Linked DNA regions of Mus musculus: all the other regions are linked to region 1. The links are chromatin contacts, called in public Hi-C, Micro-C and promoter capture Hi-C maps. All regions are on one chromosome and are shown on one strand. The core of a region is the stretch at or near the end of the contact, and the rest is flanking DNA. Distances in the headings are between cores, read along the strand shown. Region 1 holds the start of Ank1 (ankyrin 1, erythroid). Region 2 holds the start of Gpat4 (glycerol-3-phosphate acyltransferase 4). Region 3 holds the start of Nkx6-3 (NK6 homeobox 3). Region 4 holds the start of Ap3m2 (adaptor-related protein complex 3, mu 2 subunit). Region 5 overlaps Ank1 (ankyrin 1, erythroid).

What was found. Promoter capture Hi-C pulls out the DNA fragments that hold promoters and counts their contacts. Hi-C and Micro-C count contacts between places; a contact is called where the count stands out from the background. Capture Hi-C pulls out chosen DNA fragments and counts their contacts.
Region 2: a contact with region 1 is called in a promoter capture Hi-C map of liver. The contact joins the promoter of Gpat4 here to the promoter of Ank1 in region 1. A contact is called at or near these places in 2 of 39 promoter capture datasets (erythroid cells and stem cell-derived epiblast-like cells), 1 of 484 Hi-C or Micro-C datasets (embryonic stem cells) and 3 of 9 other capture datasets (adipose tissue, liver and pancreatic islet).
Region 3: a contact with region 1 is called in a promoter capture Hi-C map of embryonic stem cells. The contact joins the promoter of Nkx6-3 here to the promoter of Ank1 in region 1. A contact is called at or near these places in 9 of 39 promoter capture datasets (the 3T3-L1 cell line, the C10 cell line, the HPC-7 cell line and 4 more), 7 of 484 Hi-C or Micro-C datasets (embryonic stem cells, nephron progenitors and stem cell-derived motor neurons), 5 of 115 datasets of contacts at active chromatin or transcription factors (embryonic stem cells and stem cell-derived neural progenitor cells) and 2 of 9 other capture datasets (adipose tissue and embryonic stem cells).
Region 4: a Micro-C map of embryonic stem cells shows a contact between it and region 1, with 5 times the contacts expected there. The contact joins the promoter of Ap3m2 here to the promoter of Ank1 in region 1. A contact is called at or near these places in 3 of 39 promoter capture datasets (embryonic stem cells and liver), 7 of 484 Hi-C or Micro-C datasets (8-cell embryo, cerebral cortex, embryonic stem cells and 1 more), 6 of 115 datasets of contacts at active chromatin or transcription factors (all in embryonic stem cells) and 2 of 9 other capture datasets (adipose tissue and liver).
Region 5: a Hi-C map of cerebellum shows a contact between it and region 1, with 3 times the contacts expected there. The contact joins the enhancer-like site here to the promoter of Ank1 in region 1. A contact is called at or near these places in 13 of 39 promoter capture datasets (the 3T3-L1 cell line, HPC-7-derived erythroid cells, cranial neural crest and 6 more), 1 of 15 datasets of contacts at CTCF or cohesin (the NIH/3T3 cell line), 14 of 484 Hi-C or Micro-C datasets (bone marrow-derived macrophages, cerebellar granule neurons, cerebellum and 7 more), 12 of 115 datasets of contacts at active chromatin or transcription factors (T-cell acute lymphoblastic leukemia, embryonic basal ganglia, embryonic forebrain and 6 more) and 1 of 9 other capture datasets (embryonic stem cells).

What each region holds. Positions count from the first base shown.
Region 1 is chr8:22,971,542-22,976,878 of GRCm38.p6, reverse strand. It overlaps Ank1 (ankyrin 1, erythroid), which reads right to left and starts at 2,043. Exons shown (of 44, transcript NM_001110783.3): 1 at 1,618-2,043. The coding sequence starts at 1,743.
Region 2 is chr8:23,206,449-23,211,785 of GRCm38.p6, reverse strand. It overlaps Gpat4 (glycerol-3-phosphate acyltransferase 4), which reads left to right and starts at 3,333. Exons shown (of 13, transcript NM_018743.4): 1 at 3,333-3,487.
Region 3 is chr8:23,150,270-23,155,606 of GRCm38.p6, reverse strand. Nkx6-3 (NK6 homeobox 3) reads right to left here and starts at 2,336. Exons shown (of 3, transcript NM_029002.2): 1 at 1,638-2,336. The coding sequence starts at 2,022. Ank1 (ankyrin 1, erythroid) reads right to left here. Exons shown (of 44, transcript NM_001110783.3): 44 at 5,110-5,337.
Region 4 is chr8:22,803,340-22,808,676 of GRCm38.p6, reverse strand. Ap3m2 (adaptor-related protein complex 3, mu 2 subunit) reads left to right here and starts at 3,023. Exons shown (of 9, transcript NM_029505.3): 1 at 3,023-3,101; 2 at 4,575-4,917. The coding sequence starts at 4,645.
Region 5 is chr8:23,106,301-23,111,637 of GRCm38.p6, reverse strand. It overlaps Ank1 (ankyrin 1, erythroid), which reads right to left. Exons shown (of 44, transcript NM_001110783.3): 19 at 3,658-3,756; 20 at 3,364-3,462; 21 at 2,298-2,390; 22 at 1,909-1,981; 23 at 1,268-1,291; 24 at 182-278. Among named protein-coding and RNA genes, the nearest start is that of Mir486, 34 kb to the left of the region's middle. Within about 2 kb of position 2,212, at least 13 of the 459 cell types and tissues checked have an H3K27ac peak or open chromatin away from gene starts, as enhancers often do. A contact at or near this core is called in cerebellar granule neurons and cerebellum, where this site is marked.

The DNA.
Region 1 (5,337 bases), core at 794-3,293:
AGAGAGTTTTGCTTTTACTGTTAGTCAGACTGTCATCTCTGGGGTCGGGAATACGAAGAGGAAGCTCCAGGCAAGAAATGAGAGGAGAACGAGGAACTGAGTCTTCCTCCAAGATCAAGAACAGGGATGGAAATACAGAGAGGCCCAACACCATTGCCAAGAGAGTGGAGGAGCACTAAGCTCTCTTAGGAGACTTCTCTGCCTAGCCTGCTGGATCGGCATCTGAGACCCTAACGTGGTACTCTCCCTGTAAGTGGCACCAGCCCAAACTGATTCACTGTTGGTTTGGGAAAGACCTCTTGCTTAAAGAGTGTGTTATGCTGAAATTCCTATTTACACACGAGGTGCCAATATTGGGGCGGGGGGGGGGGAGAGAAGGGGCAGAGAGGGAGGGTAGAGGAACACTATAGTATCTGTCAGGCGTATAGGAACACCTAACATGGTGATTCCTTAGATTAAGAGTCAGAGAACACCTCAGCCTGCCCAGTGTCATCTCCAGGAAAAGAGCCCTATCAGCCCTGCCACCTACTTCGAAGTAGACTGTCCCCTACACGGCTGTCAACCACAGCTTCTATATTTCCTTCTCAGAGCGAGTCAGTTTCAGGGAGGGAGTCTTTCATAAGCAAGGGCAGCGTCTCTGTGAAGACGCCCCATGAACCCAAATTCTCTGGCCAGGGGACGTTCCTGCAGGCTCACATCAACTTCTCCAGGTTAAGATGGCTCTTGCAAGCTAGGGTCCAGCTCTACCTTGGACTCCCAGAATTCCACTCACGCTTTCCTAGCCTGTGCATCCCTGAAGCTCTAGCCGGCGGTAGAGTGCCCTGCTTAGTCGCTGTGGACATCCAGGTGCTTGTAATTAGACCGTGGGTCTAAACTACTGTGGTTCTTACCCCGCCATGATCTGAAAGAAGGACTGCAAATAGCAACAGTTGCTTTCAGGGGTCTGGATCCCTGGGCTGTCTCAGCACAGACCCTTGTCCCATGAAAGACTGCCCTCATGATGTCCCATGGCAGAGCTCTTCTCCGACCAGGCCTTGGGTCAGGCTGGAAAAGCCCCAGCGAGGCTTCTAAGGGAATTCCTCTTCCCTGCCACCAGTGACTCCTCTGGAATGACCTTAACATAAAATGCTGCCAAATGCCTGAGGGGTGAGTTGCTTCTTCCAGGTCCACCCGCGGACCCACAGGGTCAGGAAGGGATCGGGAAGGGCAGTCGCCCCAGTTCGTCCTGAGAGATCTGGGAGGAAGATGCTCTCTCCGGCGGCGCAGGAGAACTCACTAGTCACCTGAGCAGGAGCGGACAGTACCACCTCTGGAGCGCCTGCCCTGTTCACCCAAAGCAGCTCCCCGAGAAAGCCAGGCGAGCAGCCCTGCGCCCCGCGGTGCAGCCCCTTACCCGCTTTGCCACCCCAGAGGCGGCAAAAGTTCCTCCGGAGCGCGGGCCTCTGTTCAAGGTGCTGAAATGAGTCTGGGGCAGCTTGCCGGAACCCCGGGGCCGCTCTCTGCTCGCCCTACCCGCCTCCCCCCTTCCCGCTCCCGCGGGGTCAGCCGGAGCGCGGCCGATCGCCTTCCCGCAGCTACTCCGGGCGCCTCGGTGCGGGGCCGCCGCCGCCCCCTTACCTTCTTCTTGCGGTCACGGGAGCGGTTCCGCCGCTTCCTGTTGGATTCCTCCTTCTCCTTCTGCTCCTGGAGGGCCTGCGCCTCGATGTCTTTGATTTTCTTCAGCTGTTTGGCCGCCTGAGCCATGGCGGGTCGCGGCGCTCGGTCCCCGCCTCCCGGGCCCGCGCCCTCTGCGAGCCGGCGGCGACGACACCCTCCCGGGGAGAGCCGGCTCCTTCAGCTGCGCAGGGCGCGAGCTTCTCCCCGGCGGAGGCGAAGGCTGCGGCGCCCGGGGGCCGGGGCGCGGGGCGGAGGGCGAGGAGAGGCCGGCGCGCGGCTAGCCGAGCCCCGGGGTGGCGCCTCCCGCCGCGGCCGGAGCTCGCTCGCCCGCGCCCCGCACCGGCTCTGGGCTCGCCGCGCGCCCTCGCCGCGCCCGCCCGCCCGCCCGGGCCCCCCCTCTCCTGCGGCGGCGGCGGCGCGGGGGGCGGGAGGGAGGAGGCTCGTACTGCGGCGCGGGCCGCGGAGGGCGGACTCGCGGGCTCGCGGGAGGAGCGGGGGCAGCTCGGTGCGGCCGCCCCACCAGGCTGGGCGCGGGGCGCTGCGAGCCGGCGCTGGGTCCCCGCTGCAGCGGGGTCCCGGGGTGGGGATCGCGGGGCGCCTTGGGGGCGACGGGAACAAAGCGGGGCCGTTCCGCCCGGGCCCGGCGACCCTGCGGACCGGCGTGCCTGACGGCGGCGGAGAAAATGCCAGCATCGCCTGGCCGAGCTGCGGAGCGTGGGACCGGGGCACCGCTGCGGCACGGACTCCGCTAGCGCCGAGCCTGGCCCGGGCCGCCCTCCGGGAAGGGCCGGGGCTCCTGGAGGAGAGCTTGATCTGCCCCGGTCAAACCAAGTGGGCCTTTCCTTTGCATCTTTACCAAATATACTTAGAATACGAGTCCAGCGTCAAGTCCATTCTTTTTCTTTTCGCTCCTTTTGGACGGGAGTGGAACTGGGTCTCCCCATCAGGGACCGCCCACCCTGCAATACCAGGTCTCTCTCCACCCTCCCTCCGTAGGTACTGTGGTCTGGACCGGTGTTGGGCTGCTGTAAAGAACCTTACCAGCTGGGGGTCACGCAGCTACCAACGTAGACTGTGGGAACGGGGAACCGGCTTAAGCTCATTTCACCACTCAGTCATGTGACAGGCGGGGAAACTGAGGCCCTGACCTATGAACATTGCCCTTTCAGTCTGGTTGGTGCAGCTCCCAACCTCCTCCTTCCCTATCCCACAGGATGCTAAGGACAGTCTTGAACACTGGTGTTTGAGTCTTGGAGAAGTTATTATGAAACAGCCTGCTCCCTCCTGTCCTCTCGCCCGCCCCCCCCCCCTCCCGAGCCTGTGCAGGTTTGAAGCAGCTCTGGTGAGGAGCAGAAGGAGTAGTACTAGGTACTGTTCCCACCCCTCTTTCTCACAAACACATCTCGCTCAGTGATTTCCACTTCTGTCTTCCCCACTAGGCCCCTGACAGAAGGTAAGGTGCTGGGTAACCACAGGGGTCTGACAGATCTAACTGCTGTCATTTCCCAGGGGTGAGTCCTGGGGCTTCTCACTGCAGGCAGAACCACAAATACCAGTCACACATGCAACTTCAATTGTCATGTAGCCACTTTTTTTTTCCATGTAAAGAAACTAGAAGATTGATTTTAAATGTATTTTTAAGCCTGTATATCTCCCAAGCCATCGTTTCAACATGAAGTTGATATATTATTGATGCGATTTTACATTATTATGCTGAGTCTTCAGAATCTGGTCTATTCTTGTCTGGATTCAGATGAGGCGTATTCCATCACCACCACAGGCCCCTCTCTCGATAACACACCTTGGCTGTAACCAGCCTGCTCAGAAGGACACCCTCTGGAGCCCCAACCTCATGTCTTTGGCATCCCACCGCTAAGTCCCTTGACTGTAGTCATGAATAATATTTACAAACTGGTGTAATTATTGTTACTTCCCAGAGAAACGTCCTTTTTGTTCCAAGATGGAGATCAAAATATGCTCTACTATCTACAAGGACCTGAATGGTCAGCCCTACCCTAACCTCCAATTTTTTACTCCAGGCCTTTTTGGTACCCATGTGTCATCTAAATTCCCTGGGGCCATCTGCATCAGGATCTACATCCCTGCTTCCTCTGTTCAGCCTGCTCTGTCCATACTCGACCTTCACACACACACACACACACACACACACACCTACACACACACACACACCCCTACACACACACACACACACACACACACCCCTACACACACAAACACACACACACACACCCCTACACACACAAACACACACACACACACAAACACAAACACACACACACACCTACACACACAAACACACACACACCCCTACACACACACACACACACCCCTACACACACACACACAAACACACACACACACAAACACACATACACACACCCCTACACACACAAACACACACACACACACACACCCCTACACACACAAACACACACACACACACACACACACACACACACTCCCAGGTCAGCTCTCCTCCACTAGATCTTTAAGCTCAGTGAAGAGAGGCGACGTGCTTTATTCGGAATTGCATCTTCAGCACCTTGGCCAATACCGTACATTCCCAGGAGCTCAGTGAAATGGAGTTAAAACCAAGTCAGCTTTGTTCTGGTTTAAGGAACAAGAACTAAAATGGTAGCGCTTACACGGCAGTGAACATTTCCACTCTTTTACTGGTGGGTACGAGTGAGGAACAGGGAGGGTGAGTAGCTTTCCTGAGATCACACAGCTAATGGAGAGATTCATGGAAAACAATAATCTGGTGGCAGAGCCCCCCCCCCCCACTACCCCACTTCTGAAAACCATGAAACCGTTTCTCTTCCTAGTCTGTAAACAAGAATAGTGATGATACCTCCTTTGAGAGACATGGAAGAGGTCACGGTGCAATGCTCCAGTAAAACACGGAGTGGACTAAACCAGTGTTTGGCAAAACCTGAGACTCATCTAAACTGCTGTAAAAGTATCTCCAATATAAAGATGCCTCCCGTGTATCAAAACCTGCACAGGAGCCCCTTGGGGGCAAAATACAATAAAACAAAATGTCTCTGAGACTCAAAGTAAAGCATTAGTAAGAAGCTGAGCTCCTGCCTCAACTGTCCCTGGAGTCACTACTAAGGTGGTGGCTCTGGACACACACAGTTCCCATGGGACCAGGTGTAAGTGCTGTTCGTGTTCTGGGTTCTCTTGGCAGGTGCTTCTCCTAGGACTGGTGAGGTGCTGGGAGACCTCTCCCTCAGAGGAAGAAGCAGGACAGTACGGGCTACAGCCAAAGGGAGGCTGGAGGACATAGCAGGTGCCCTCTCCTACGGGAATGAGGATGTGGGTTGGGCCAATATGGTGGCAGCTGGAGGGGCTGCCTCGTTCTTGGTGGGAACACTACTCAGGTGCGGTGGTTTGAATAAAAATGGCCCCCACAGACCCTTAGGTAGTGGCACTGTTAGGAGATGTGGGCTTGTTGGAGGAAGTACATCACTAGCCAGGTGGGCTTCGAGGTCTCAGAAGCTCAAGCCAGGCCTAGTGGCTATGTTCTCTTCCTGCTGCCTGCTGATCCCAGTATAGAACTCTCAGCTCCCTCTCCAGCACCGTGTATGCCTGCATGCCACTATGCTTCCCACCATGATAATGGACTAAACCTCTGAAACAGTAAGCCAGCCCCAATGA
Region 2 (5,337 bases), core at 2,084-4,583, 230 kb before region 1:
TAATATTTGTGTATGTTAATATGTTTGTGTTTATGTGTGTACAGTTGTCCATGTGCCACCGCATGTGTATAGAGGTCAAAGAACAACTCTGGGTGTCTACCCTTACCTTCTAGCTGGTTTAAGACAGGATCTCGTCACCACTTCATACACCCGGCCCACGAGCTTCCAGAGACTCTCGATTACAGACTGCATTCTGTGGGTCAAAACTCCAGCCTTCGTGCTTGCATGGCAGGTGATCTTCCCACTAAACCATCACTCCAGTCCATATTAAAGATGTTTTCATATAGGCTTAAGTTCAAGGGTTAGGAGGGAAAACACTCAGAAGGAAGACACATGGAAAAGCATGGCTGTGAGCCCCTCAGAGAGCTCAAAGGCTCACTGTCTTTCCAGTGTTCATACACAGGATTTGTGGTGGGGTTGAGGTTACCATCACAGGGGGTTTCCTACTCTTCCAGAGTTCCCAGTACCTGTGTTGGCTTCAACCATCTAACACTCCAGCCAGGAGAACCTGTCCTTCTGGCCTCTTCATGCAATTGCACAATGTAAAGATACACACACAATAATAAATCCTAAAAAGAACTCCTACACAATGAACAGCATTTGCTGTGAAGGCTGTTGATATGAAATTATTTTGTTCATATATAGTATTTTAGGTTAGTGGCCACACTTAAGGTCTGAATGTATGTTACTTTAGGTAGGTAGGGCCTCTTTCCTGTTCCCCAAAATTGCCTGAAATTTTTTTACACCTTTTAACTTTGATCATAGTAAAGATATCCTACATTCCTGAATGTTATTGATTATAAGCCTGCCATCTTGTATGTGTGTGCACATGTGGAAGCCAGAAAGGTCAACTTCTGGAATCTTCTCATAGCACTTTGCACAGTTTTTCGAGACAGGATCTCTCATTGAACCTCGGGTCAATGTTTTGTCTAGGCTGACGGGTCAGTGAGCCTCTCACCCCAGGACCTACCTGTCCTTGTTCCTCCAGTGCACCTGCCTTTTACATAGGCACTGGGGATTTGAACTCAGGTCCTCACACTTAGTGAGCACTTTAGCCACTCAGCCATTTATTTCCCCAGCTCTGGAAGGGATATTTAAAAAGATGTTGCTCACTAGTCGGCTTTGAACTTCACACTTACATCTTACTGCCAGGCACTCTCTAGAGTACATTTTGAAAGTTTTTATTTACTTATTTTAATTTTACTTAAAAATTGTTTATGGGCATTTTGCCCACATGTGTGTCTGTGGAGGCCAGAAAGGGCTATTGGATCCCCCTGGAACTGGAGTTAGTTATAAGCTACCACATGAGTGCTGAGAATGGAGCTGGTGTCCTCTGAAAGAAGAGTCAGAACTGTCCATTGTTGAGCCATCTCTCTAGTCCCACCTGTATCTTTTATATTTCTAAGTAATTATTTTCTCACTATATAACCCTGGCTAGCCTAGAACTTACTATTCAAACCAGGCTGGCCTCAAACTTATAGAAATTCACTGCCTCTGTTTTCTAAGTGCTAGATTAAAGGTGTTTGCTACCATGCCTGCCCTATGTTAGTTTTAAAAATGTTCTTATTACGTTTATCCACTGATGTGTTGGCGTGTTTGCATCCATGCGCATTCATGAGCTTGCTTTTGCCCCAGTCCACCTGCTGAGGTTAAAGGATAACTTGCAAGAGTGGATCCCTGGAATTAACTCAGGTCATCAGGTTTGACAACAGTGCCTTTCCCCCACTGACTCATTCACTAGTTCTTTGGGGGTTGTTTTAAGACAGAGTGTCACAGGGCTAGTCCAGGCTGACCTGGACTTACTGTATAGCTAAAGGTGACATTGAACTTCTGATCCTCCTGCCCTTACATCTGTGGAGTGTTTCAGTGAGTGTTAGTTAGCTATCATGTTTCATTTTGAAGAAACCATGACTTTAAAAAATATTTTCCTGTAGTCATTCCTCAGCAGGTAAGCATTGTAAGTAAGCATCAAATTAGCACATTCAGGGGTTGCACTGTATTAGAATTCTTGATTTTAAAAACTGCTTCAGTTAATCTGCTCACAAAAATCTGTTAAATCATTTTTGGCTTGGGATTAGGGCAGAATCTCTAATAATTTCTGAAATGTTCATAAACTTACTAATATTGTTTTGTACAAGGTATTTGTGAAACGGTGTTCTCAGCATTGACAATTATAAAATTTAAAACGTTGGGAAACTTTATGTTTTATATCCTTTGGTATCAAATATTTAGCTGATTTCTTTATATTAAGAGTGGCAGCCGGGCAGTGGTGTCGCATGCCTTTAATCCCAGCATTTGGGAGGCAGAGGCAGGCGTTTTTCTGAGTTCAAGACCAGTCTAGTCTACTGAGTGAGTTCCAGGACAGCCAGCGAAAAAACCAAAAATAAAATAATAAATTAATAGAGTGGCAAACACATCCATCTCATTAATATGCAAATTTGCTTTAATAGTTAATATAGGAAAGCTACAAATACATAGCAAAAATGCTTTTAAATAAATTTATTATCATTAAATATGTCTTGTATTCCTGTTATAGTTACATACCTGGAGTTGTGTAAAAGTTTGTGAAGAAATCAACAAATGGAGGTTTAAGTCCTGAATTAGGGGAAAGGTTAGGTACTCTTGGAAGTATACAAAAGCAATAAACTCGGAGGCTGGGAATGTGGCTCAGCTGGTCGAGTGCTTCTTTTAGCATGCACGAGGCCCTGAGTTCCAGCCCCCAGCACTTTATAAAACTTGGGACGGTAGTTTATTCCAGCACTTCAGGAGGTGGAAGCAGTCGGTGCAGAAACTGAAGGTCATTGGGCAATTCGCAGTTTTTGAGGCAAGTCTGTATTACAAGACGTCCTGTCTTAAAAGGGGGTGGGGTGGGCCAAAGAGGCGTGTCCCCCATCCCTTCTTTCTCTTTCTTCCACTATAAAGGACCCACGTCAGCAAAACAAGCCTGTCTTTGAAGCTTCCAGTCTGAGGAGAGGTTAGTTAGAACTGTGGCTGGGTTGGAAAACTGCAGTTGGCCAACCAGCCAATTACGTTAAGAGAAGCTCCGGGATGCCCGGGTAGTGCTGGGATGGTGGCTAACGTTTCGTGGCCAGCCGGAACCGAATCTCACACAAAGTCCCACAAAGACTCAGTAAATGAACCTCGCCATGCCGGGTTCTCCCTCTCCCCGGGAACGATGCCTGTTCTGGACACAGCTCAGACAGGCCCCGGTTGGCTTTCAGAAAGCGACCTCGGCTCACGCTGGCGAGCATCAGTGCGAGGAGCGAGCATCGCCGGAGCCCCGCCCACCCTGGGGTCCTCCGGGAGACCGCGCAAGCGCGGTTGGGCGGGACTCGGGGGCGGGGATTGAGGGGAGTGGGGTCCACGTCCAGCGGCGTAGACAAAGACGGGCGGGCGTACGCACGCTCTTACGTACGCCTGGGCCGGCGGCGGGCAGGGCAGGGCGGGAGCGGCAGTCACCGAGGACTGGAGCCGAGCCTCACGGCCGGTGAGTTGGATGGACCTGGTCCTACCGGACGCCCCCGGCCCCGGGCGGGACGCGGGGTCGGCAGCCGCGGGCCGGGGTCCCGCCGGTGGGGCAGCCGCTGCCGGGCGGTCCGAGCTCCTTCACGCCCGCTTGCCCCACTCCTGTCCTTCGCCAGCCCCGCTCCTCTCCTCCCGGGCTAGCCCCGCTGTCCTCTTGCCGCCTCATCTCCTCTCCAGTCGCCCGGCTCCTTGCCGCTCGGCTCCTTGGCTCAGCCAGCCCCGCTGTCCTCATCCGGCCCTTTCTTTCCCTTCCCTCCTCTCCTCGGCCGCCCCGCTCCTCTCTCCCCGACCGGTTTCTCTCCTCCTCAACCGACCACGCTCCTCTCCGCAGGCCGCTCGCCGCCTCGGCCTGGTGTGGCCCGGAGCTGAGGAACGTGGCTGAGAACCCGGCGTTAGATCACGTGGAAACGGGTTTCCCCCCCAGAATCCGTCCTTTATCCCGTGCTGTGCTCACACTGTCTTCTTTTTCGGGTCTGCCCCCTCTCCCCCTTCCCGCATTGGAGAGTCCCAGTGTCCAGGTTTGCCCCCGGATAGGGGCAGCCCTGCTTGATGCTACATGACTTTCCTGAGCCACTAACTAGAACTGCCACTATTCCAGCCTTCTTCACACCCCAGACTCCCTTTCGCCTTGGTTCCATGCCCTCAGTGGTAGTAGCATCCTACCTGGAAGTTTGACTTATTTATTCACTTTCCATCTTACTTGGATATTACATTGGTGACTCACAGGTTGTAGAATAATCTATGTGAAATTGTCAGGCTTCGCGGACGTTAAGTTCCATCCCATACCCATCTCTTGCGTATTACCGGTAGATAGCCTTTGAAGAACTTTGGTTTCGCTCGTTTTCCTTAATTTGAGCAGAACTTTTAAGAGTCTCTGCAGAGTTAGCGTGTCTTCGAGATTGTATCGCAACCCCGTAAAGACAGGCATAAAAATCACTGCGACCAAAGACTATGGTCAAAACTGTAATCCTGCCTGCTAAATTATCCTTCCTCTTTCTGAGAGTAATTTTTCAGACCTATAATTTGGAGAATTTCAAATATGCAAAACCAGGAACGTATGCTCATTATTATATATGCTCAGTGACATCTGGGGTTAATCATGCAATATCTGCATCTTCATTTATTTTACTTCTTCTGTCTCAGGAAGAAACAAAAATTTAGCACTGGAGCGCGCGCCGTGTGTGTGTGTGTGTGTGTGTGTGTGTGTGTGTGTGTGTGTTGGAGGTTTGTGGTTTATTTAATTTTACCAATGAGCTGTATATCTCCCGTCTCCATGTTTTTGATAGACAGTGAGCCTTTACAAGTCAAAAGTAGCTTAAGTTTCAAAATGAAGATTGTAGCATTGCATAAAATCGTAATATGTTTTTGTTGAAAGGTACCCTATTATTAAAAGTTCTTCCTTGAGCTGAGGTGCTGGCTCTGAGTAAATGCTATATAAACATGAGGACCTGAGTTCAGATCCCCAGCATCCATGTAAAAAGCCAGACATGGCTCTCACCTGTAGTCTCACTGCTGGGAGGCAGAGACAAGAGGCTCCTGAGAGCCATTTGATAAGATTCTGGTTCAGTGATAGACTCTGTTCCAATACAGTGAAAGGACTAGAGAGATGGCTCATCAGTTAAGAGCGCCTGAAACTCTTGCAGAGGAGCTGGAGTTGATCCTGGTACCATATGCTGGTTTACATTTATCTGTAACTCTGCCTCCAGGTGATCCTATAGCCTCAAGTGTTCCTGGCCACATACAGATACACACTTACACAATTAAAAATAAAAACAGGGTTGGAGAAGATGCCTTGGACCTTCAGAGCACAGG
Region 3 (5,337 bases), core at 1,087-3,586, 180 kb before region 1:
GCCTCTGAATTCCTCCCCACTTCCTTTCTCTGAGCCCCCAGCTTTCCGGGCCCATTGAAAAAGCACAGAAGTGAAGGCTTCTAGCTCCAGTTCCTCGTCCGTGTGCTGCATTCCTCGCAGCCAGCCTGGAAGCCCGTCCTCCCTCAGACCTCCTGGAATCTATCATACAGCCTGGTTTTGGAGCACCAGAGTCATCTAGAGAGCCCGGAGACCCCCCAACTCAGTCACGAAGGAGCTTGAGTCTCAAAGTAAGCAGAGTACCCAAGTGCTGGGTTCCCCTGAAACTCATGTGCTCTGCTCTCGTGTCATAGGCAGGGGACTTCAGCTCAGAAGAGGCAAAGGACCTCCTAATACAGTGGTTCTCAGCCTTCCTAACGCTGCGACCCTTTGATGCATGTTGTAGTGACCCCCTCCCTCCAACCATAAAATTATTTTGCTGCTACTTCATAACTGTGAATTTGCTACTGGTACAAATTGGAAATATCTGACATGCAGGATCTCTGATATGTGACCCCCCCCCCATGAAAGGGTCATTCAGTCCCCAAAGGGGTCACGACCCACAGGTGTAGAACCACTATCCTAAAAGATATTTTTCTTTACTCTTGTGTTAAACTGACCACTGTTTTTCCTGGCTATTTTCTAGTGTGTGTATGCATTCAAGATGGAGGGGTGGGTCAGGATGGGGGAGTGTAGGGTGGAGGTGTGGGAGAGACAGCATGAGCTTATAGTACCCCAAACTATAGGTCCCAAGAGATGAGGAAGGTGACTGTCATTCAGGCACAGACATGGAGGACAAGAGTTTTGAGGGTTTCCATCATTGATTCCAAATCCCTTATGCAGTGTGGGAGATAGAGATTAAACAGAAGGAGAGGGGGCTTTGCCTCTGTCCCTGACACATGTTTATCTCACCCGGAGCTTTAGTGGCTCAAGGAGAACCCTGGAAGTCACTGCCACTCTCTCCCAGTATGCCCCACTGGCACATGCCCCGGGCACTTCCTGGATCCCTGATTGGCATAATACCCACCCCCTCCACTCCAGTTCTCAGAAACCTGAGTCTCAGGGATGGGTGGGGTAAGCCCCCCCCCCCCCCGCCCCGCTCCCTAGCAGTCAGGGCCAAGGTCATCTTAGCGCTCTGGTTCTGCCATTGCTGACATGAACGGGGGAACAGGAAGGTGGGTGATGGGCCCTGGATGGGACCCCAGTGGGTTTTTGGAACAATCCTATATAACATTGGGCTCTTAGGGATACGATACTAAATTCATTAAGTTTTCTTCACCAGGGTAGCACTGTGCCTCACTGTGTGAAGGGGCGCCATGTCTCCGGGCAGAAGCGAACTTAAGCTACGTGCTGCATATGGTGGGATGGACTGTGATCGTGGGGCCTGGAGAACCCAAGGTCCCTTGAAGGGCAAGAAGTGACTGTGGGTCCAGACACCTGTGCTAGGTAGAAGTAGGGAGGAGGGAGAAGGGTGGGGTTCAGTTCTGCTGTGAGCTGAGAAAAGGGACCAGGAATTGGCAGGGCTGTGTAATAGCGGCTGAGGTTAGGTAGGTCGCGTGCAGCCCGGCCTTTAAAAGACCCCCCCCCTCCTGCCTTCTCCCCGGGACAGGTTGGGCTGGGGGTGAAGGCCCTGTACTCACTGTTGCTGCATGGCCGAGCGCTGCCTCTCCAGTCCTGGCCTGTGTCTGCCCAGCAGTTCCGGGTCCGGGTCGGGTACTCATTTCCAGCCTTGGAAAAGCTCCCCACCTGGGGGCCATAGTAGACGCCCTGGGAGCTGAGTCCACCAAAGCCTGCCACGTGGGGGTAGCCAGAGAGGAGGCTGCTGTTCGGGGTGGCAACCGGTCTGCTCAGGATGTCAGTGATTCCATGGGGAGTCCCAGCCGCCAGCTGGGGGCCAAGTCCCGGAGGGCTGAGCTTGTAGAAAGAGTTCTGCACCGAGTACTGGCACATGGGAGCCTTCATTTCTGAGAACTGGGCCAGCTGTGTGTTGTTCAGGAGGAAGGTCCCCTGCAGGTTGGACTCCATGGTCTCCAGGTCAGCGAATCGGTGGTCCAGGAACCCTTAAAGGCCAGCACTTCAAATGGTGGCCCAGAACCTCATGACAGGTTTGGAGAATCAGAGCCCCCCATCCCACCCCGAGCCTCAGACTGCCCTCTGGCTCGGCCCTTCCTCAGAGATGGGGCACCTACGTCAGCCCTCTGGCAAGTCAGGTGTCCAGAGAAGGTGGGCGGCCTTCCTCTTTCCCTCTCTGCCCGCTGGGCCTAAGGAGGGGTGCTTTCCATACTCAGAGCACCCGGTTTCTCTGCCTCTGAGTCTGGGGGCCCTCCATCAGAAGTTTTAAGTTCAGAGAGGGGACATTTCCTTGATAAAGATATGGCCCATTAGAATACAGACCTGAGACTGGCTGAGCTGCAAGCGCTGTGTCGCCATTGGTTGGAGACCACATGGGCCTCACATTGGCTTCTCCTAGACAAATTGCACTTTGAAAGATTGACTGTAAATCAGCCAGTCCGTGTGTGTGTGTGTGTGTGTGTGTGTGTGCATGTGTGTGTGCTCATGTGCGTGTGTGAAAGAATTAGCTCTAGGCGCCCTGAGCCTGGTCACAGGCTCCATTTGCTTACCCAAGTCCAGTATCTAAGAAAAGGTGGGCGCCTGGAGGTAGGGACTGGAGGCTCCTGCGGAAGTCAGAGAGAGAGAGAGAGAGAGAGAGAGAGAGGCTCAGAGGTCACAGTCCCAAGCTGCCCCTGTCGGAATGAATGTGACGCTTTGAGGTAACATACAGCTGCTTCCCTTTCTCCTGGGTAAGTGGGGAGACTGAGCAATCACTATTCTCTGGGGGAATGCAAGTCTCTGGCCTTGAGACCACGGGGTGGGAAACGTCTTGCTTAGGGAGTGGGCCGTGGAACAGCTCTGGGAGTTGCAGGGGTGTGGGGGGTCAGAAGGCATTCCACTGAAGAATGGTGGTTCCTGTTTCTCCCAGCCAGCCTTTCTTGGTCTCTTGAGTAGTCTGGCTGGCTGTGTCCTGGGTGAAGTCTCTTTCTCTCCTGTGAGCAGCCCTGGGCTCCTGAGGCAGAGACCTAAGCAGGGCAGTCGGGCTGAGGCTTGGGGCTACACTGACTATAAGGACGCCACCATTCGCTTTGTTTCTGAGGAATTTTTGCAATCTGATGATTCTTGTGGGTACCGTCTCTCAGTTGATAACGGGGAAACAGAGGCACAGAGGAATCAGGGCTTGCCTGCCAGGCTAGTCTCTAAATTCTTTCCTGAAGTCACCTGAAGTGTGAAATGGCAGGTGCAAGGTGATTGGCTATCTAAATGACTTCTTCCTGACCAGGCCACTGGGGCTTTGGGGAACACACTGTCTTGTGTTTGGAGGGATCTGTGTTTTCACAGGTGAGAGACAGAGCCTTTTCTTTGTTAGCTTTGTTTGAGGCAGAGGTCTGAGGTAGAGAAAGCTGGCTTGCTGTGGAGAATTTGACTGTAATGTAAGCAATACTTTCCGTGCCATGGGTGATTTAGGTGAGGATCAGATAGAAAAGCTTTTACGCAGGGCAAGATGACCTTCCTACAGGTTGGGCTATTTTTTTGAAGACCTTTAAAATTAAGAGTCTCAGTGTGTGTGTGTGTGCGCTCTCTCTCTCTCTCTCTCTCTCTCTCTCTCTCTCTCTCTCTCTCTCTCTCTTTCTCTCTCTCTCTCCATCCAAGAAGTCTAGAAAAGGATGATGAATCCCTTGAGGCTGGAGTTACAGGCAATTATGAGCCCTTGACAGGAACCAAACTCAGATTTCTTGGTGCCATCTCTTTGGCCTGAGGAAAAAAATTGTTTTGTTTTTATTTTTATTTTTCCACCATCCAAAAAGGGGCTGTATTTTGGAGTCAACTTCTAATTTATAACAAGTTTTACTTTCAAAACCAAATCAACAGGCCAACACATTGTAATCCACCTGGAGGACTTAGGTGTGCCACTGAGCGAGGAGTGAGTCTGCTCGCAGCAGGAATTCCTTCTCCCACCCTCGGGACTGGACTTCGCTTTTTGGAGTGGTTTCAGCCACTAAGCCATCAACAGGAATGGGTTCTGTTTTCTTTAATCACCTCTTTACAGTGTGCCTTCAACTGATTTTAGTTCTCAGCGACTCTCTGAGATGTTCTCTTTCTCCAGTCTCTATTAACTTTTGATTGATAGCCCCCCCCCCCCACCCCTTTCTGTGTAGCTCTGTTCATCTTTGGCTGTCTGGACTTAGGAACTCCCCCCCCCCCCCCCACACACACAAAAAAGTTAGTAACTTTTGTTTTTGTTTTTGTTTTTTGGGTTTTTGTTTTGTTTTGTTGTTGTTTTTAGTTAGTAACAGTTTATGTTAGGTTTATGTTAGACCAGGCCATGTGTCAACTATTCCAGATTCCCAGACTTGCCACCCAACCAAGGCAGTTGTGGTTCTGGAAGTGTTTTTAAAACCCTCTGGGGGAATACAAATGCAGGGTCGAGTTGCTGGCCTTTCAGTGCATGAGACACTGGCGTGGGGCTGGGGAGCACCAGCAATGTTAGGGACAAAGATTTGGTCATTCTGTAATAATGAGAAGTTAGGAAGGTCATTTGCTGCAAATGATTCGACTCTTATTTAATGCTATAGCTGATGAGGGGTCATCGTGTGGTAACCTCAAGTGACAAATGCCAGAGGCTGCTGAAACTGTTTCCTCTATTCTTCATCTGACAAAGGAGGAAACAACAACACCGCCACCGATTTGGGACCCCAGCTTTGCATAAAGTGTTGGAAACTAATTCAAACAGGGACCACTTGCTATCTCAGTGAGTGCAGAACTCTGACACCGCCCCCTGCTGAAAGTCAGCAGCCTGCCTGTTCTCAGGTTCTCTGGTTTGTAGGGTCCCCTCCGACCCGACCCCTTCTGTCGTGATAGCCAGGTGGTCAGCTTTTTCTGGGATGGCACTGATTACGGGGCTTTCCAGGATCTGGGCATTGGTGGACCCCTTCTTGGAGCAGAGTGTCTTCTGATGCTACTCAACAGACCCCATCCCACCCCCAAACCAGGCAATCTATACTCCCCCCAGCACCTCGAACTCCCAAAGATGAGCCAAGAAGAAGCGATGGAGACCAGTGCCATGAGTCCGTTTCTTTATTAATTTGACATTTGTTTAGCTGGTGTAGGGAGAATGGTCTATACATCAGAGTAGGGTGGGCTGGTCTCTCTCAGTAACAGAGCATGTGAGAGAGCCAAGACATAGTTCATTTTTTTTCATAACAATTAAAAAAATCAAGGTCATTTCAAAACTTCTAAAAAGCGTCTAAGGTGCAGACTGCAGCATTCTCTAGGCATCAAGTGGAG
Region 4 (5,337 bases), core at 1,774-4,273, 170 kb after region 1:
GCAAAACTGAAAACTACAGGCTGCTCTGAGAGTTTCCATTTCCCAACCGCTAGTCTCACAGCTGCCTAAGCAACCACTTCCTGAAATGCAAATACACACGCCAGCGCTCACACTCGCTACCCCATACCATACATACTGATTATTGAGTACTCAGGGAAATCTCTACCCCTTCAGCTCGCCCCAGGGACCAACTTTCACAAGGGAGAGGCCAGCGCTGGCCACTTCTAGTCTCTGTAAGGAGCTCCCTTTCTGTTTTTCTTCCGGCAAACTGATTCTGTTTGGCTTCCCTGAGCCTGCTCGCCCAGTCCTTAGCGGAGTCGATGTGGACAGGAAGCAGGTGTCCGGCGCCATCCCAGGGCAGGCCTGCGTGGGAGCCGATGGTCCCCGCAGCGCAACCCGAGTGACTCCGGCGAGACCCGCCTCCCCCTGCACCTTAGAAACCGCACCACCCGTCAGCTGGCTTCAAAACAAAGAGTCCATTCAGCGGCTTCAGATGCTGGCTCGTCGCCATGGCAACCATCCTCCGCCTCCTCCCCTACCCTCCCGACTCCCCGCAGCTGCGTGGGTGGAGGCGCCGCTTTGTCCGCGGGGGCCGGCTTTATTTCCCGCCTTTGCGGTGGACTAGAAAGGAGTCACCCCCGGGAATTCACTGTGGAAGCCGCAAGTTTCTTTTTTAGCCAGGATGGTTGGGTCCAGAGAGCCTGTCCCCGCAGGCTCAGCAGCGCCACCTTCCGTGGCCAAGAGCGCACTGCCCAGTCCGCCGCTGCGCAAAAGCTCCGTGGGACTCCCTATTGTCGCTTTTCTAGTGGCGTTCACATTTGAACAGCTAGAGCTTTCTTGGCTGAAAAGACAGAATGGTTATGTAAACAATCAAGATGATTTGTTTTGTGTTTCAGATGGTTATTTTCAATGATTATGCACTTTCAAAGAACTTGTATTTTTGATGAAATTCTCAATATTTACTTTGTCTATTCTATGAAGGAACTTTTTAAAAAATAAAAAAAAATCTATAGCGCCAGAAAAAAAAAATCTTTGGCTGCCACGTGAATTTGGGAGTTGGGAGGTTCTTATAGGTCCACACGCCTATAAGCTGTCTGAGGAATCCTAGAATGAGGACAGATGGAGCTTACAAGATCTGTCTGGGGAACTGGGCGTGGGGGGGAGTACAGCCTAAGAGAATAGATCAAGAGAGAGAAGGCGGAACAGTGTGCAGAGAAAAATAGGCTGGTGTCTGTGTGCTGAGGAGCATAGGACGAGTTATACAAAGTCACATTTCCGCGTCTGGTCTGTGGGAGGGAGTGGTCACGGTCTTCCTTACATTGTACTTAATAAAGGCAGATGCTGAAGGGAATTCTGGGGCAGCTGCGTCACATCTCACTGAGTCAACTTTTAACAAAACTTGAAAACTCATTCTCAAATGATAAAAAGGCCACCTGTAACACTCAGGCAATGCTAAGTAAGCCACGCAGAGAAAAGGAAACCCAGGAGGTGACTTGACAGAGGAAGTTTTTCTGGTCTTCACTTCTAGCTACAAAAAAACCCACATTTGATGAACAGGAAGCAGCTGGGTCTGGCACACAGTAGACAAATGTTTGCAAAGCAGAGGTTTGGTTTGCTTCTGAGAGTAATCTTTATCTAAATAACTACTTAGAAACTAAGTATGTTATTTGAAAACTTCTTTTTTTTTGGACCAATCTCTTTTCTTCCTCCGGAAATCTTCTCATTTGATGACTATTTCTTCTGTAATTTCAAACGGGACGTATGAGGCAATGTCACAAATCGTTCTTTTTTTTTTTTTTAAGCTTTGAAATTATTTTTAAAATTTCTTCTCACACCCCTCCCCCGCGCGCGCCCGGCCCCGGGTGAGTAGCGACCAGGTGGGCAGCACAAGCCTTTAATCCCAGCACTCCGGAGGCGGGAGGCAGAGGGAAACAGTTCAAAGCTGTCCCGATCTGGAGACTTCCCGGCCAGCCAGAATTGTTCAGCGAAACTGTCTCAAGTAACAAAACGAAAGGGAAAATAAACACACACACACACACACACCCGTTTTTGCATGTATGAGGTACGCGTTTGCATTTGTGCATGGAAACACTTGTAGGAGTCAGAATATCACTCCTCACCTTCCATCTGATTTGAGGTAGGGCCTCTTGTTTTTAGGTACTGCCAGAGACCTTTCGGAGACTCATCTAGATTGGCACGACCGTCATCACCGCAGTTTGTCATTTCATCTTACAGTGTGCCCAGCAGTTTTTGCAACCCCCTTCACACTTCATCTTACCGAATGCCTCATTTTAATCTAACTGAAGATAAAATTTCCATCGGATCTCTGCTTCACACTTTCCCGAGTCACAGTAACCTGTGATCTCTTTAAATTTAAGGTGGTTTCAAAGACCTGCCCCAACACCTTCATTATCGGATCTGGGAACTGAGAGTCTGGAAGGAGAAGTCAGTCTTATCTGTCTGTCTGTCACTCTTTCTCTGCCTTGCTCCCCCCTCCCCACTACGTCTCTACTTTTCTCCCTTCCTTTCCTCTCTTGTCTTCTCCCCTCCCCTCCTTTCCTCTATTCTTCCCGGTTCTTTCCCGCTGGCTTGGAACTCCCTGTGTAGACAACAAGGTTGGCCTCGAACTCACTGAGATACTTCTGCTTGTCTCCTGAGTGCTGGGATTAAAGACCTGCGCCACAGGCCCGGCAAGCAGTCGCTTTTTAAGTGCACCTGTGTAATGGAGGTTAGTTATGATTGGTTATCTGTGATGCATTAAATTAGAAGCATCCCGGGAATCATTTTACCTTTCCGGTCACTTTCTAGCTCCCCGGAGGCCCTTTGTGACTGGATGACCGACTGTCTTCATCCTCCAATCGGGGCTTGGAGTCTCAGAGCTACACCAATTGAAGGTTACCGGACCTTCAATAAAGACCAATCGGATGCTAGAGCCTAGCAAGCGAACGGCGATCAATCAGAGCGCAGGAGCGGCAGCCGGGGAGCGGCTGGCCAATCAACGTGAGAGCGGTGAGGAGGGGGCGGAGCCTTCGTGCAAGGAGCACTGCGCAGCGCGACTGCGCTGCGGAGCCGGAACGGAGCCTGAGACCTGGTCGAAGCTGGTAGGGTTGGGCTGGGCGCGCGCGGATGGGAAGGGCTGCGTTGGGCGTCGCCTGGGAGAGAGGTACGGGAAGAGTCCCGGGCTACAAATGCCGTTGCCATGGCAACGCAGGTGCACAGTTCTGGGACCAGGGTCCCTGCTTCTGGACAGTTTTCAGGCTGGAGCCCCAAGGCCCATAGGGCCTCCAATACCCTAGGCTTGCAGGCTGCTGGGCTGCAACCTCTCGATGGCTGTCTTGGCAGCCGACGATCTGGACTCTCTCCTGGGGCACTAGGAAAACAGGTCTTAGCAATGTGACCAGTTGTGCTAGCTCAAGTCAGTTCGCTTCTAGGCCACCCCTGGGTGCAGCAAAGCTGCCTCATCCTGGAGATGTCACTGTAGACAAACTAGGGTGTCTCCAGAGATTTTTTTTTTAAGCATCCAGCGGAATGCTTTGTGCACAAATAATTCAGAGAATAGGTCCTTAGTGAATGAGTAAAGATCACAGTGGCAAAGATTCCAGGGGCTGGCTCTGCTCAGGAGAAGTAGAAAGCACATCACATATGCTGTTTCGAATAGGAATCGTGGTAAGCTAACGATAAGTTAAATTTTAATATATTTCATTTGACCCAAACATATTACCAGTATTAAATAAGTGGTAAGATATTTAAAATTGAGTCTTTTTTCCCAACCGAAGCTGTCCAGTCTCTAATCTTACAGTATATGTCAGTACTATCGGCCTCTTTTCAAATGCCCACTACCCATTTAAATAGTGCCTAACATCTTTGTTTATTTCATCTAGATTTTTTTTGTTTTGTTTTGTTTTGTTTGTTTTTTTGAGACAGGATCATGTTATGTAACCCAGGCTAGTCTCAAACTTGTGATCCTCCTGTCTTAGCTCCCAAGTGCCTGGCAAAGTCGGATTTAAAAGAAAATTAAGTATATTTATGTGCACCCATGTGAACAACAGGTTGTCACTTCTCTTCTCTCATGTTATGAGTCCCAATGAAATTGAATCCCATTGTTTGGATCGTTAGCAAGCCTCACCTGCTGAGCCATCTCACAAGCCTGAAACTAGTGTTTTAAGTGGATCTAACTCGGGCAATAATAACAGAGAACTGAAAATCTACAACAGACAAACAAATTGGCTGCTAGTTATTATTGGGAATTCAAGGGAAGAATCCTTAGGGCTCATGTAATAGTAGCAGGTATGTCTGGCCGGTGGCCTGCAGGCCACATGTGGCCCAGGACAGCTAGGAACGTTGCCCAACACAAAACGGTAAACTTCCTTAAGTCATGGGGACATTTGCTTTCCCATCTCGTTTTGTGACTTGTATGCTTCCTGAGGGTGTTTTTGTGGATGACAGTGTCGTGTTGGCAGTATCAAAAAGTTGAATGCACCAATGGGAAGAGGACTTGGGCCTGATCCTCGAACCTCTGGAAAATAAGGTTGTTTTAATTCAGTGAAAATGAGTCCAGTCTCTTTTGTTTGTAGGGTTGAAAACTAGCTGAATCCAGAGGCTCGCAGACTGAACCAGCGTTCCTCTCCCACCAGCCTCTCCACCATGATTCACAGCCTTTTCTTGATTAACTCTTCCGGAGATATTTTCCTGGAGAAACACTGGAAAAGTGTGGTCAGCCGCTCTGTGTGTGATTACTTCTTCGAGGCCCAAGAGAGAGCTACCGAGGCAGAAAATGTGCCTCCGGTCATCCCCACCCCTCACCACTACCTCCTGAGTGTTTACCGGCACAAGATCTTCTTTGTGGCTGTAATCCAGACAGAGGTCCCGCCTCTGTTTGTCATTGAATTCCTTCACCGAGTAGTGGATACATTTCAGGTTTGTAAATGTGAGAGTGTATAGAAATGTATATAAGCCATAAAAGAACCAAACCTTTGGTGGGCTGGCATTGTGTAGCCCAGGCTAGCCTGAGCTGCGTAGCCCAGCATATTTGCAGCCATCCTCCTGCCTCAGCCTTCTAGGTGCTGGGATTATAGGCATAAGCTGCCATGCCATCTTGCAAACATATTTTTATAGTACTGTCTCCATTGTTTTTAGCTTGGGTTTAGAGTATTTTTTTAAGAATCAAAACTGAGCATAGCTCATATCCTGTCTAAGTTTCTTCCTATTTTCTTAGTTGGCTGCATTCAAAAAAACCATTTGGATGCTCTGAGGTCTCTTGCGTGAGAGAGCCACCCGTTACACATGAATGCATGTTCTTTCTTAGCTTTGCTCACAATTAGAGTTCATTTATTCATG
Region 5 (5,337 bases), core at 963-3,462, 130 kb before region 1:
TGTCCCCCTGCACATCTGTCTCTCCCTCCCTAGTCACACCCAGGACTGGCTTTTGCCTAAACCCCTCCATCCCAATGACCCCCAGGGGGCCTGACTTTCACCTACATTTCTACTCCGAGTCCCAGAGCTGCACCTGGCCATCCACAGCCTGATCCTCCCACCCCGACTGAGCCCATCTTACACTTGGTCTAGCTTCGGCACAAAATCCAACAGCTCTTTCTCCTCACCCACATCCCGGGAGTCCCGCCTTTCAGCCTTCGAGCCGACAAGTTCGTCACCTGAAACCCAGGAGCTTGAGTGAGGGGCAGGCTGGAGACAGGAAATCTCTCTTGCTCTCGAAAAGCACCTCTCCCAATCCACCTCTCAATATCTCCTCAAAAGTGGAGGGCACTTTTGGTTTTGGTGCCCCAAGGGCCTGTTAGACATGGCTATCCCCAGTCCTGTTCTTCCAACCCTAAAACCCAGGGTGGCCAGTTCCTAGTTCCTCTGTTTTGCAGGAAAGAAAAACAACAAAGCCAGAAAGGTTTTTTTTGTTGTTGTTGTTGTTGTTGGCTGAGTTCACCCTTACACAATAGCTCTTTCAGAGTGTAAAGCGTTGCCACAAAAAGAGTCACAGCTACAGATAATTATTTTCTCCCCCTCCTAGCCCCCTTCTGGCACTTCTTTATAGACCAGGCTAGCTTTGAACTCAAAGATCTCCTGTTTCTACTTCCTGAATGCTGGGATCAGAAGCATGAACTACACACCCTGCCTAGGTTATAGATCATTCCAATCTGCAATTACAGAGAGGCAAACAGCACAGGACTCAGATCTGTTCCTCCCTTTATTTCCATTCCTACTTCTATACCTTGTAAATTCCTCCTTCTGGATTTATTGTTTGTAGTCGCACCTAAATTGGCAACCTGCACACCCCTTCCTTCCCTTCTTGGCCTGACTAAGAGCAGTGGTTTGGGCCCTGGGCCCCGTCCTGGCTCTCCCACTGCATCCGGAGCCCTGGCCCTGGTGATCTGCAGCCCTGTCCCTGTGACCGGGAGCCAACAAGATGGACATAGAACTGTTCATGCAGGATGAGCACAAACACAGAGGCATGAACACAGATACAGGGGTGGTTTCATGGTGTGCGATCCTGTTTTAGTCAGCTCTGGGCCCTGCGTGGGGCCGGGCCTCGGAGGATGAGAAGCAGGCATGGGTTAGTGAGGAACTTGTGTGCTTATGGTGGGATGTGCTCTGGTGAGAAAGACCACAGGGAACAGAAAGCATTTCATACCCATTATAGATATGTGAGCAGTTCCTGGAAGGCAAAGAAGAGCCAAGTTGAAGCATCAGACCCAGTATAGTGAGAGGCACGTTATTAAGAAGGGGGCATTAGAACTGTCTAGCTGACCGTCATACCACCACCAAATTCTAGACAGAGGGGGCCACAGATCAAGCCCATCCTCGCTATCCTGGGTTCCCTTGATTTGGGGCTTACTTGGGAGTGGGGAGAAAGGAGGTGAAAGATACTCTGGAGATCACAAAGTTGAAACCTTAATCACCCATCACCCAATGGTAATGGAGAAGACTTCAAACTTTCTGCCCCACTAGGTCAGAAGGGCAGCTGACCAGTATGCGTTCTCAGTCTTAAAAACCTGCCTTATTAGTTACTGAAGCTCAAGGAGAACAGCAGCCAGATGTTGCTGCAGCTGTTGCCAGCTCTTGATCAAATGCAATTGTATCAAACCTACCAACTAACTTGCCCATGAAGACTCGAGATCATCTGAAAGGAGTTATTTTGTCAATAGGCAATGTCTGTAAGAAGTGGGTCTCCCTAGCTACATTGTATACTTGTATGTTTAGGCTAGATAGGTTTGAGGGGCTCTGAGGGATGCTTGAGAGAATGGAGCCTGAGTTCATCCACAAAGATTTTACCTTCATCTTCAGACACGTCCAGGATCTCGTCCACCGTCTCAGGGTAGCTCATCCGGTGTTTGTCACTGACTAACTGAAAAGAGAAAGGGCGGGGGCTGGGACCCATAAGGAGCCAGGCACACTTGTTTCTGTCCTGCTACTGCCCCAAATGAGCAGCCAGGAAAGGTGATAGAAAAGATATGTTGCCAAAGAAAGCCAGGCCCAGGAGGCATTTGATCTGGAAGCTCATGCCCAGACTTCCCGTTTCCTCGCCCATTCAATTCTTTGGTCACTAGGTGGCAGTATGCCCCACCTGTAGCTAAACAGTGCCTACCAGGCGGGAGGCATTGACTTTGGGCAGTAACCCTCAGGGCCCATGGCCACAGCTGGGGTAGGGGGTGGAGACCTACCACCACACTGGTTTCATCTGTGACCACCTTGAGCACGTCTGTTACAGAGATGTAGCCCAAACGTTTGGCTATTGCCAGAGGTGTGGTTCCGTTCTAGGACAAAGGAGAGACAAGAGAGAGAGTCAGAGAGGAGAGTCTGTCTCCTGAGCACAGATCCAGTACCCTTGGATTCTTCACAAGCGCCCACAAAGACAGACTGGCCCTTGGAGCCAAGAAGAGGTATGCATAAGTATGTGATCCTTGGGGCCACAGAGATGGGACAAGGCAGGAAGGAGAATAGGACAAACTGTAAGCCCTAGGTGTTGGGTATATGGCCTTGGCATGAGAACAAGGCACCCTCCCCGCTGCCACCTGCCCCCGCTCCCAGGGCAGGCAAGCACTTCGGGGAGGAGCCAGTAAGGAAACCCCAGGATCCAGCTGGCAGAAGAGCTCAGGGAAAATTGCACAGTGCCGAAGCTTTTGTTCTCTGTGAAATCCTTCTCTGCTTGCAGAATGTGACCTGGAGTCCACGTGGCTTCAGCCCTGTGCAGACCCTCAGCAAACACTTCTACAGGCAAGGCTCTACAGCCTTCCAAGCTGGGAACAGCCTTGCAAGGTAACCCTACACACCCCCGCAAGGAGAGCAGGAAATGCATCCTGAAATCACCAAGGCTGCTAGGGGTGTCTTTGAGGCAGGCCCAAAGCACTTAAATTTGCCTACTCCTGTCATAGTGAAGGCAGCTTCAAACACACCAGAGGGTGTGTCAGCAGAAATAGGTACGAGCCAGAGGAGAGGAGGCATGGTGCTGGGAACACTATTCTACGATCACTCCAGTGTCTAAGCCTGGAATATGCAAGGCACACAGCTCTGTGCAGACCCAAGACTGTCAACAACCTATGTAGTTAGGTTGTCCCTACCCCCTGTTTCCTTTTTTCAAAGCTCAGGACTGAGGCAGGGCCTCAGAGTTGCTCTGGTTGATTCCTAAGTGAGCGCCCAGGAGATGTTAGCCTGGGAGCTGGGTGTAAGGTACCTTGGTCTTGGCATTGCCCCTTGATCTGTCTCAAACGGGACCGGGTAGGTACTCACCGAGCTGACCTCATTTGGAGAAGCACCATTCTTCAGGAGCAATGTCACAATGTCTGTGTGTCCTTGTTGAGCTGCCTGGTGCAAGGGGCTGTATCCTAGCTACGAAGGGAGGCAGGCATTTGACAGGGTTGGTTAAGAGTTGCTGGAAAGAACTGCATGCAAACTCCAAAGTCCATCTACTATCCCTCCTGCTCCCCCCCCCACCCCATTTCCTTTTTTCAAAACTTAGGACTGAGGTGGGGTCTTGAGTGGCTCTGGCTGATTCCTAAGTGAGTGCCCAGGGGTGTAAGGTACCTTGGTCTTGGCATTGACATCTGCCTGGTGCTGTAGCAAGAACTTCACCAGCTTGATGTTTCCATAATGACTGGCCACATGGAGCGGGGTGTAACCCATCTGAAAGGCAAGAAATGGGTGTAGGTGGCAAGGCTCCATCAGAGCCATTCTTAAATGGAATCCTTACAGAAGCAACCATCTAAGGGAGGGGAGGAAGCCGTCGGGGAAGGGCGAGGGCTACCATGAGACATGTCACCGATGCTGCTTAGAGAAGGGGCAGGATTTGGCGGCAGACAAGTGGAGGCTGACGTGAACCTGGAAGAAGGGGCTGGGTGGAAAGTTGATAGCCTGGGAGATGAGCAAGGGCAGTTGATGTGAAGCAGAGAGAAGACAGAGTGGGGACCGACGTCCGGCGCAGCTCTTAGAGAGGCTGGGATTGGAGAGAGTTGTACTGGGATCTAAGAAGCATTCTTTTTAGAAGGAGAGGGTAACACACTGGTCTATGCTCAGAGGAGCACTAGACGGACAGACAGCCATGTACTGCCGTGCCAATATTCAACAGCAGCAGACTTGTCTCATCTACAAGAGGGGCGGAGCCTCACTGTAAGCATACAAGTGATGGCTGAGTTACTAGAGTTTGTAGGGACTGACCGTGATCTAAAGTGATGGGTCATGGTTGTCTGTGTGACTATGGGCTCAGTGCTAATTTCCTATTGATTTTCGTTTGTTTATCTTTGGTAGGGATGAACCCAGGTCTCTCACATGCCAGCTCCACGTCCTCCGTGTTCAGACTCTGCTCTGCTCCCTTGGATTACTTGGTGTCCTGCCCAAATGGCTGATAAGCCAGGCCCTCTTTGGTCATGTATGACCCTAGGGAGCCAGCTGAAGATTCCAGAGACCTTCTTAACACAGACCCTATGGGTCAGACCTTTGTGTCCTGGGATGGCTTCGTAATCTATGAGGCAGCTCTAACCTCTAGAACGGGATCCTTTCAGGAAGAACCCCCCAAATTCTGAACTAGGTCCAGGACGCCCTTGGGCTTTAAAGAGATCTTGGCTGAAGCTGTAGGCAGTTCTTGGGGTGTCTTCAGTACAACATCGTAGTAGTGCATCTCTGGAACTGGGGTGCATGTGTGCATGGTGCTGCTGGCGTTACTCTGTTCCTTTCTTGGGGGTTGTTTTTCTTTTTCAGCACTGGGGACGGAACTGAGGGCCTTGTACACAGCTAGGCAAACTCTACATGAGTTACATCCTCAGCCCTGTATCCCGAAACAAAAGGAACCAGTACTTCTTTTCCATGCAGTTCCTTATCCCACCAGCTGGAGGTGCTCTGTTCTCCCTCTGGACTGCCACCTTCTTATTCTGGATGTCTCATTTTGTGACTCCTTCCTGTCACTGGGGACAGATGTGCTTGCCATACACTCACCCTTAAGCCACGACACAGGGCTCTTTGCCACGGCACGTTTGAGAGAAAGTCAAACTCCACCCAACACAGTCTTGGCATAAAAGGGGTTGCACTTCCAAGCAACCCAGAGAAATCCTGGTGTTTTCCCTCGCATGCGTTCTACATGTGTGAGACCAGACTTAATATCCAAGTTCCTATGACAGACTCAAAGATCTAGCAGACTAAAAAAACTCCCAGGTATAGTGATCATGAACGCTGGTGTCTCCAGACTCAGGAGGAAGCAGATCAGTGTTGATC